Regions from separate parts of the Mus musculus genome. Here region 1 is linked to region 2. The links are chromatin contacts, called in public HiChIP or PLAC-seq maps. All regions are on one chromosome and are shown on one strand. Each heading gives the region's core, a stretch centred on a gene start, on an enhancer-like site or on the middle of the called end of the contact. The rest is flanking DNA. Distances are from core to core; before and after follow the strand shown. Region 1 holds the start of Syde1 (synapse defective 1, Rho GTPase, homolog 1 (C. elegans)). Region 2 has its middle 4.5 kb from the start of Gm30232.

The links. HiChIP or PLAC-seq counts read pairs in DNA pulled down with a chosen protein or histone mark.
Region 1: an H3K27ac HiChIP or PLAC-seq map of DN3 thymocytes shows a contact between it and region 2, with 2.5 times the contacts expected there. The contact joins the promoter of Syde1 here to the enhancer-like site in region 2. A contact is called at or near these places in 16 of 39 promoter capture datasets (the 3T3-L1 cell line, 3T3-L1-derived adipocytes, the C10 cell line and 11 more), 1 of 484 Hi-C or Micro-C datasets (the G1E-ER4 cell line), 10 of 115 datasets of contacts at active chromatin or transcription factors (the 230-238 cell line, DN3 thymocytes, embryonic stem cells and 5 more) and 3 of 9 other capture datasets (adipose tissue, liver and pancreatic islet).

Annotation. Positions count from the first base shown.
Region 1 is chr10:78,589,852-78,595,043 of GRCm38.p6, forward strand. Syde1 (synapse defective 1, Rho GTPase, homolog 1 (C. elegans)) reads right to left here and starts at 2,113. Exons shown (of 8, transcript NM_027875.1): 1 at 1,951-2,113; 2 at 51-392. The coding sequence starts at 2,038. It overlaps Gm30346 (a long non-coding RNA gene), which reads left to right and starts at 2,190. Exons shown (of 3, transcript XR_380602.2): 1 at 2,190-2,629; 2 at 4,387-4,590.
Region 2 is chr10:78,479,820-78,484,557 of GRCm38.p6, forward strand. No RefSeq gene overlaps it. Among named protein-coding and RNA genes, the nearest start is that of Gm30232, 4.5 kb to the right of the region's middle. Within about 2 kb of position 2,157, at least 260 of the 459 cell types and tissues checked have an H3K27ac peak or open chromatin away from gene starts, as enhancers often do. A contact at or near this core is called in DN3 thymocytes, the G1E-ER4 cell line, adipose tissue and 5 more, where this site is marked.

The sequences.
Region 1 (5,192 bases), core at 863-3,362, 110 kb after region 2:
GGTTTGAGGCTTGTGCATGCTTGTAGGTGAATATAACACTTTGTGCTTACCTTGGATGTTGGGGCCTTCTGGCTCAGAGGAAGCTAGCTGTGATCCCAAGGGCTCAGGTGCGGGTGGTCTGGGGTCTTCTTCAGGGATGGGGTTGTACCAAATCTCACCAGCAGGCTCCCCACTGCTAGGTGTCCTAGGCCCCAAAGAGATCTCCTCTGGTGGTTTAGCCCCTCCTAGCACCCATCGGCGGCTACTGGGCTCCAGGCTTTGCAGGTAGGCCCCCCGAGTGGGGCTTCGAGGTGTCTCGGGGCTGGGTGGTACCTCTGCTCCAGCCTGAGACCCTTCAAGGACACGAGGTTCTGGTTCTGGGGGTTTGGGCTCTGAGCGCTGGGCTGGGTGGCCTGGTGGAGAATGAAGATGGTAAGACCCAACTCTCAAGTTCCCAGAGGTCCAGGGAGGCAGTCTAGCTAATTGGCTTCAGCCCTCACTTCACATAACCAATCGACAGCAAGGAAGCTCTTTGCTAGCCTGGAGCCACTGCCTCCTTTGGAACCAGCTGTTTTGTTTGGTCCTAGCAGCTAGCTAATACTTTTGCAGTCCTAGCTTCAAGGTCCCCTGCCCTAGCCCCTAGTAATGCAAAAGGGACTGTGAATCAGCCTCAAGAGTCCAGGTCAAATGTCCTTGGAACCTCAGGACATTTCGGCTCTGTCACCCCTCTCCCAGACATTCCATTAATCCTAGAATCTTACGCCTGCCCCTTCTCATTGAGTGGCCTTGAGCAAGGCATTTTTCCTGATGCTCCATGTCTTGTTTATGAGGAGATTCAGTATTATCATATTCTCTTCTCGACCCCCTTCCAGCTTGGAGCTCAGTGTGAGAAGCAACTTTAGACAATAGGATCTGTAGCCCTGCTCAAGGCCCTAGTAGCTGCTGCTGGGAAGGCAGGGCAGGGAACGCTGGTTTCTTTTTCATTCAGCACCCTTTTCCCATTTCCCAAATCCTGCCCACAAGTTCTCTTGGATCTTGCCCCTCAGCCCAAGCCAGATTTCTACAGTCAGTGCCCCGTTACCCCGCCCCCCTTATCTTGGCTCTACTTTCTCTGACATCATGGTCGATTTCCTGTGTGTGTTTATGTGTGGGCACCCGGATCCCTTCTCTGGCCCTGGGACCCTTGGGATGCCCTGGGAACGGCCCGGGAGGAAGAGTCAGGTCCTTGGTATAGTGGCCTCCCTCCTTTAACTGCTTCCTTCCGAAGCCCCCTACCCATACAGCTTTCGTTCCTTTCCATTTCATTCTTGCTGTCTGTGGACCCCCAGATTTAAGGATCTTCTATTTCCACCCTTTGGCCCTCTGTTTCAGGTCTCTGTCATCAGTAGCATAGTCCAGAGGATTGTTTAAAGTCAGTTCACAGGCCCGGGACAAATCACCCAACAACCACGTGCCTCAGTTTCTCTGTCTTAATAAACAGGACGGTTTCTTGGGGCTGGCCACAGTAGGTGCGGCTGCAGCCTCTGGAGCGATGGTGGCATGGAATTGGGGAAAAGACTGCAATAATAAATATAACCCCGCACGACCTCTCTTTAGTACAGGAGTGTGTACCCAGGAGAGGTGCCCACCACCCAGCCATGTCGATGCCACACAGCTGTCCTCACCTCCCGCCCCTGCCCCGCCACTCTCTGGGCGCCCCTTCGAGGCCCCATTTCCTGTCAGGGGTGAGGCCCCCCTGCGGGGCCTTGCAAGGATCCCTGGGGCTGGCATCTCAGGCCAGCTGCACATAACGGTCCGTGCCCCCCGCCCCAGCCCCCCAGCCTTACAAAGATCCGGTGCATATTCCTCTCTTGCATCAGGGCTCGCTCCCGGCTTACCCACTAGGTCCCGCTGCGTACCCTACCGGGGACCTGGGGATCTGAGGCTGAGTGGGGCTCCCTTCTCTTACTTTCCGAGAGTCCCCGCACTCACCGCGGTCCTTGGCTTCTGACTTTTTTCGAGGAAGTTTCTCACGACCCCGCAGGCGGGAGAAGGTCTTCCTGAGCAGCGGCTCGGCCATGCTTGGGCCGCGGCCGGCCGAGTGCGCGCCCCGGGGCTGCGGCCGCCCGCCCCGCCCGCCTACCCCCCCCCCCCCACCGGCCCGCTCCAGCAGGAAGCGCATTCCGGGAATGCTTGGCCTTAACTTTTTTTTTTTTTTTTTCTTTTCCTTTCCCGCGGCCCGAGCAGGCGATGCTGGGAGATGTAGTCGCCTGGGGCCGGGAGGGGACATGATGGGGTGCTGGGCTGATCTAACTCTTCAACTATGAATGTCATGGCATAGGCTGGGCCCCCCATAACCATCCTCCTTGTGTGATGGCATGCAGCACATTCTGTCGGCTCCCCCAAACCGCATCCAAGGCACACATCAGCTCATGTCTTTCCTCCTGTCCGTCCATCCATCCCCACATCACCCAGTACCTCGACCACGATCTTTCCTTGGGAACCCCAAATGCCCCCAACTCAAGTTACTATTGCTGCTTATTGACCCTCAAGCTTAGTGGTTTCAGACAGCCGGGATGCTCACTGTCAGGAACATGGACGCGATATAGACGATGCAGTCTGCTGATCTCTACTCAGTCGAGAACACAGCAAGGATAGGTGTATCTCGAAAGTAAGTGGTGAAATCGGAGGTTGTATTATTATTTTTTATTTAGTACTGAAATACCGGAGGCTGGACAACTTTCTAAAGTAGACTGAGTTCATGTTGATGTCCTAGCAGCACTCCTTAAGACAGGAAGAGAAAAAAAAATCTTAGGTTTGGGCTGATTCTTACAACTTAAGTTTACTTTTTATTATGAATATGTGTGTGCTTCTGTGTGTATGGCACATGGATCGGGGTGTGTGTGTGGGTGCCCAGAAACGGCTGGGAAACAAGCACTTTTAACTGCTAATTTGGTCTCACAGAACCGTCTTCTGAAGGCCAACTCCCGCCGATAGGCTCCTTTCACCATGACTAGCCTATTAACAGGGCCACATAGAGGACTAAACTTTCAACACATGAACTGTGGCACAACTAAAGTTCAGGTCTCTTAACTGGTGCCAGACACAGGCTGGACCTCCACTGGGATAGTGGACTAAGCACCTATGTGGACACCTCTGTGTCCTTGGCTTCCTCCCAGTTCAGTAGTTTTGTGGTAATTGGTGGGTATGCAGGCGTCTAAAAGTTAAGAGTGCAGATGAGTAGAAGGAAGACCTGCCCAGCTTTGCTTATCCAGGCACATGTGGGAGGAGAAACTGTGGTGCTGCAATAGTTTGAAAAGATCTAGTACATTCTAAGAGACTGGAACTTTTGCTAGACCTTACAGCCAGAGATAATACCACACCTGGAAGTCACCCACGACTGCTAGCCTCCTATGTACTCATTGAGTAAGAGAACAATGTAGCAATCAACTCTACTTGTTTTGGATTTCCCATGCAATCAACTTCTTACAACCTATAATGTAATGCATACCTGGACTCTTAGATTAGGTACTCTTCCCGGCCCCTCACTCAGATAATGCACACGAAAGCAACACTTGCAGAAGCAGAAGCAACTTTCTACCAAAAAAACGTCGAAAGTATCCATTTACAGAAATTAGTTGATAAACAGTGATGCTTGTTATCTGTGTCAATTAGAGACAGATGGAGCTAGCAATTTAATCCCTTGTAAAACTCTGTTAAAGACTTCTGTAAAGTATCCCATTATGTGCTGTTCAATCCATATAGAGTAAAACACTTCCCCCCCCCTCTCTCTCCCCCCCCCCACACACATACAGAGCTCATACCAAACAGGTGGACAGACAGGAACAGATACAGATGCAGGCATACATTTAGACTCATGCAACAGATAGAGGACAGAAACAAAGGAAGTATGAAGTAAAGAATTCAAATCTGTATTCTTGGTTAAATGACTCCAAGAAGAGCATTTGTTTTTAATGTAACGTGGATGCATCATTGGTAACTCAGAGTTAATCACTGATTAACCCAGGCAGGATATAGTGTTGTGTCCTCCTTAAGAAATAAAACCTGCTTCACACTTGCGTTCGATGCTACATTCAGTGCCCAGGGTGGACTTGGAACTAAGATCACATTCCTGAACAAAGTCTTTTCACCACCGTTCACCCCACCCACCCGGAAGGTGTAGATCATCACCACAACCTGCATGAATTCTTGGGTCCCATTGAAGTGTTGGCAGAGACTTTTCCTCATTTCCAGTGAAGTTCTTGTCCCACACACCACTAAGAGTACAGGTGGGAGGAGGTACTTTATTGTCCATTTGGGATTACCAACTTCAATGAGGTTAAACTTTAAGCACTCGGGATTTGAATGAAACAGGGTTGAACTCTCAGTAGCACCAATGAAGAGCAGCCTTTTTTTTTTTTTTTTGAGATAATCTGGAGTCATGGATCTCAGGTCTTGAGGCTGGAAGCAGCTGCAGGAAAGAATTCCCTTCTGCCGCCTATGAGTGAGCCGTCTTGACGTCTTGACAGCTGAGTCAGGAACAAATCTCCCTGCAGCTGGCACTGGTTGAGTCATTGAGGTTGGCTTGGGGCAGAAGCCTCAGGCATTAGAGTTGCTGACTAGTCTGTCCAGGTAAGTCTAACCTTGAAGTCTTCAGGCTTCTTCCTCTGCAAAGAGCCAGAATATCTGGGGCTGGGTTCCCAGCTCAAGCTAGGAGCTGGGCGCGAAGTCTTTCTTCTTTCCTGTCTCTACTGGATTCTGCAGCTGCTCTGGCTTTGCAATTCCAAATATCCAAATTTCTAGAGATGTCAGCTAGGTACAAATGTGGGTATACAAATAAGATGAAAGAAATGGGACTAATCTATCCTGGTTGGTGAGGGGAGGAACCCTGAACTAGCTAAAAGTTGTCAGAAGTTCATGATCACATCTGCAGATCTTTATCTCTGCAGAGGCAGAGAAACTACAAAGAAAGTTTCTGCCCATCCCTGGTTAGTACTTTGATCTCTGAAGGCAGCCTACAGCTTCCTTTAGCCAGATATTTCCTTCTATAAGGTTAGGTGTGTGTGTGTGTGTGTGTGTGTGTGTGTGTGTGTGTGTGTGTGAGTGTGTGTTAGAATGGGGGGGTGTTGGGGTAGTGTTACTGCAGATAGCAGCTCCTCAGCTCTATATCAGGGAACCCTACCTATCTCTCTGGCCATGGGATTTACTTACTATGGTTTTAGTTTGGGTCTTCC
Region 2 (4,738 bases), core at 907-3,406:
TGAAGAGACACCATGACCAAGGAAACAAGTAAGCAAGCAAGCAAACAAAAAGCACCAGGGTTTTGCTTACAGTCTCAGAGGGTAGGTCAATGGCCATAAGGCATGGAGAACGGCAGCAGGCAGGAATAGGGCTGAAATCTTACATCCTCATCCAAAGGCAGAAAAACACTCAAACAGACACACCAGAAGAGGGCACCAGATTCCACTACAGATGGTTGTAAGCCACCATGGGGTTGCTGGGAATTGAACTCAGGACCTCTTGAAGAGCAGTCAGTGCTCTTAATTGCTTAGCCATCTATCTCTCCAGCCCCTCTTTTCCTTATTTTCAAAATGGTACTGGTTTTTGGTCTCTCCTGACCCATGTTTGTGAAATGACTTTACTGGGGTATTGCAAAGATCTGCTGCCCTGCCCTCCACTCCAGGTCTTACGTTTCCTGTAGCCCAGACTGTCCTCTGGCTTGCTGTGTAGCTGAGCATGACCTTAACCTTCTAATCCTTCTGCCTCTACCTCCCAAATTCTGGGATTATAAATGTGCACCATTGCTCCAGGAAATGTTACAAGGAGTGTTCAGCACATACATATTATCTAGCAAATGTTACTATCAGCAAACAATTATTCCTACAATGCAATTCCATTTAGTTTATTCCAGGCAAGCATCCCTGTACTGGCTGATTTTGTGTTGACTTGACACAAGCTGGAGTTTTCACAGAGAAAGGGGCCTCCCTTGAGGAACCTCCGTGAGATCCAGCTGTAAGGCATTTTCTCAATTAGTGATCAAGGGTGGGAGGGTCCATTGTGGGTGGTACCATGCCTGGGCTGATAGTCTTTGGTTCTATAAGAAAGCAAGCTGAGCAAGATAGGGGAAGCAAGCCAATAAGTAACATCCTTCCATGGCCTCTGCATCAGCTCCTGCTTCCTGACTTGCTTGAGTTCCAGTCCTGACTTCCTTTGGTGATGCACAGCCACGTGTAAGCTGAATAAACCCTTTCCTCCCCAATTTGCTTTTTTTTCCCCCCTTGGGTTTATTGAGACAGGGTTTCTCTGTGTAGCCCTGGCTGTCCTGGAACTCACTTTGTAGACCAGGCTGGCCTCGAACTCAGAAATCTGCCTGCTTCTGCCTCCAAAGTGCTAGGATTAAAAGCGTGTGCCACCACGCCCGGCCCCCAATTTGCTTTTTGGTCATGATGTTTATGCAGGAATAGAAATCCTGACTAAGACAATTCCTTACAATGTGTTTCTCCTTATTGTTTGCCTTTTTAGGGATTGGGGTTAAAGCTAGGACCTTGATATGCACTCCACCAACGGAGCCTCAATACCACTTCCTCTTTCTGATCTGTTCCCCAAGCAATGGGGTTCCTCCTTTCTCTTCAGAGCAGATCTGGTCCCCAGTTCGTTCTTTCTTTCTTTCTTTCTTTCTTTCTTTCTTTCTTTCTTTCTTTCTTTCTTTCTTTCTTTCTTTCTTTCTGTCTTCTTTCCTTCCTTCCTTCCTTCCTTCCTTCCTTCCTTCCTTCCTTCCTTCCTTCCTTTCTTCCTTTCTTCTCTTAGCCCCACTCACTCTGGCCTCATTCATCCCCAGTAATTTCATTAAGACAAAGCAAACTTTACACGCTGGCCTGTGCCGCTGATCTGTGAACCTGATGTGTCCGTGACCACAGGAGTGCCAAGTGTAGGTCTGGAGATGGGACAGAGAGGTGCACTTTCTCTAAGACTGAGAGGATTGCACGTGTGTGGGGAGGCATGAAAATAGGAAAGCCAGAGCAGCAGCTTCAAGTCTGTTGTACCCATGAGTGGCTCTAAGAAGGTGAACATGAGCCCGGAAATCGCTGGAATAGGTACCCCCGGGGTTCAGAGTTCAGACAGCCGAGCACACGGCTGACCGGGTCTGGGATTCCACGGAGGCCATGAGGCTGGAGGAGTCCACCCGATCTCTGAGGGTCTTACAGCACTGGAGCTGGGTGGGAGCTTTTAGACAGCAGCATTTAGGAGTGCCACCCATGGGGTGATCAGCGCCATAGGCCAACGGGTTGGAACAGCGTGGAATGAATTAACCACACTGAGGAGCGAATCCCAGATGAGATGGCTTGGTGCTAACCTGGGTGTGCAGAGAGGGCTTGGGCGCCGATGTGCTGCACTAGCTCAGAGGAGCGGGTAGGGGTCAGTACCACAGAGCTGGTTTCCCGGAGAGGCGAGGCACGAGCGAGGCCCCGCCTCCAGCTCACCCCTAGCGGAGCGGGACTCCAAGACTCAGTTCACCCAAGTCCAAAAACTACGCCTGCGCGGAGGGACAAGCGAGCTGATCCGCAGACCGTAACAGCAACTGTGACCTCAGCAACCAAGGCTAGCCCGGCATGGAGGGCGAGTGCCGGGTGCTCTCTATTCAGAGCCATGTAGTCCGTGGCTACGTGGGCAACCGGGTGGCCATGTTCCCTCTGCAGGTTCATGCCTCGCCACTTCTATAACCCAGCCCGGCCGCTAGTGTGCAAGGCGGCGGCGATGACGTTGGTTCCCTTGGGGCCACCCTGGGGTTCCTATCGGGAGCTGGGCGCGCTTCGGATAGAGCCTGGGGCACACAGGCTGGGGGCGTGGAGTACTCTGGAGAGCCTACAGTAGGGTAGTGAATGTGGCACACCCCTATCTGACTGTGGTACACACCGTAGTTCTTAAGGGTACCTGCTGCTTCGGTCGGCCTGGCCAACCCTGAGTGATAAAATGCTGAGCTGGGAGGATCCGCGGGGGCTGCTGAAATTCAGGAGGCTGAGTTAAGATCGCAGACTGGTTGGAGCCCAAGAAGCTGAGCCACACTACAGGTCTGATCACTCCTGAGGTGGCCTGTCATCGCTGGGATGGGGCTAGAACCGCAACCCTACACCTCCAGCAGGCTTGCTTGTATTACTGAAGAGACAGTAATACAAGCAAACAGTTTGCTGAGTTTGGCTTTGGAAGCAACCTGTTAGAAGGAATGCAGCCTTGTGTTGTCTTCCCAGAGCCTCTCCTGTGAGGTGTGTAATGAATGAGGTTGTCTCTGATCATTTCTGGCAGGTGGTGCTTCCTGCTTGTGACTGGTTGCCTTGGAGGGAACCAGGGTGTCATGGGCACTAGAATGGGAGCCATAGGCAATGTCAGCTGACTGGTGCTTCCTTGCCTGGCTGGTCCAGCAGGAAGATTGGGCTGGCCTGGGCAGCCAGGTGGTGGCCTCTTGCAATGTACTTTTTGGCTGGTCACTGAGCAAGGTGGCAGGTCCCCATTCCCCTTCCACTCATGGCCAGCCACTATACTGATTCCTGGGAGATGTTAGGGTATAGTAGCTGGCTACCATGGACCTGGAAGGATCTGGAAGGACCACAAGTGGCTGGAATTGCATCTAAGGACAATCCAGGGCTGTCCTGAATCAGGCTTGCTTGCCAGACAAATAGAGCAATTGATTGTTATTATACAGCATAGGAGATCAAAGTCCGTAGGCAAGGGCAATTGCTGAGTGTTTGAGCCCCTGTTTGGTTGATAAATAGTGTTTCACCCACACTGTCTAGTGAATCCATTCTTGTTCTACCCAGAATGCACAGGTCTTAACTACTGAACCGTCTTTCCAGCCCCATCTGTATTTCCTTCCTTCTTCCTTTCTTCATTCCTTTAATCTTTCTCTTTTTTTTGTCTTTTCTAAACATCAGGGTGGGGACTCCAGGGATGGGGGAGTTGGGAGTAGTGAGTTTCAAGGCTATTTAAACTATCTGCTCCCTACAGGCCATCAATGTGAGGTGCTGTCCCCCTGCACTCCAAGCCACTGTGAGTCTGACCTTGACCGGCTGACTGGCTGTTCCTGTCCCCCAGGCTGGCAAGGTGCACCAATGTCCTCCTCTCCTTCCTCTTCTTCTCTTCTCCCTCCTCTCTTCTTTTTCCTCTTCCTCTTCCCCTCTTTCTCCTGTTCTGCACTTTGTTCCATATTGGGTAATGCCAGGAAGCCCAGAGGGGACTCAGTCCTGCCCTGCCTTTGAAGTTGCTTCATTCTGGGAAAAGACAGCTGGATCCAGACATTCACAGCCCATCTGAGTCAGCTCAGGAGAAAAGGGAAGCCATATGGGGCTGAGGATACTGGGATACCTGAGATTTGATGATATTTCTGATCGGGTGACTTCAGAGTGTGTATTCAACATCTAAAGAGACAGGCAGAATATATTTCAGGAGTGGTATGTGCCAAACACCCAGGGATAGCGGCTGGTCTTTGCCTTTCCTTGCCTCCCCCAGCGGGTTCTTGAGCTGCTGGCATCCTTAGACCCCACTTTACCCCTGTAACCTCAATTGCTTCCCTTCCAACTTCCAGTCCATGATGCCAGAAGGATGTGGATGAGTGTGCCGTTGCCTCACCCTGCGGCCCCCATGGTACCTGCACCAACCTGCCAGGGAGCTTCAGGTGCATCTGCCGTGGGGGATACACTGGCCCTTTCTGTGATCAAGACATTGACAACTGTGACCCCAGTAAGTGCAGGGATCTTTGGGGTGCTTCCTTTTCCTGGCACTGTGTTGTTTCCTGACTTTCCTGACAACACTTATTCCCCTCATTCATGAGAGCCTTACTTCCATCTCAGCACCACTATATAATTAGGGCTGCTGGGATGACTCTGCAGGGAAAAGCACTGCTTCTAAACCTGATGAACCTACATCAGCCCTACAAGTTGTCTTCTGATCTCTACATGCCTGCTATGCACACACACACACACACACAAACACACACACACACACACA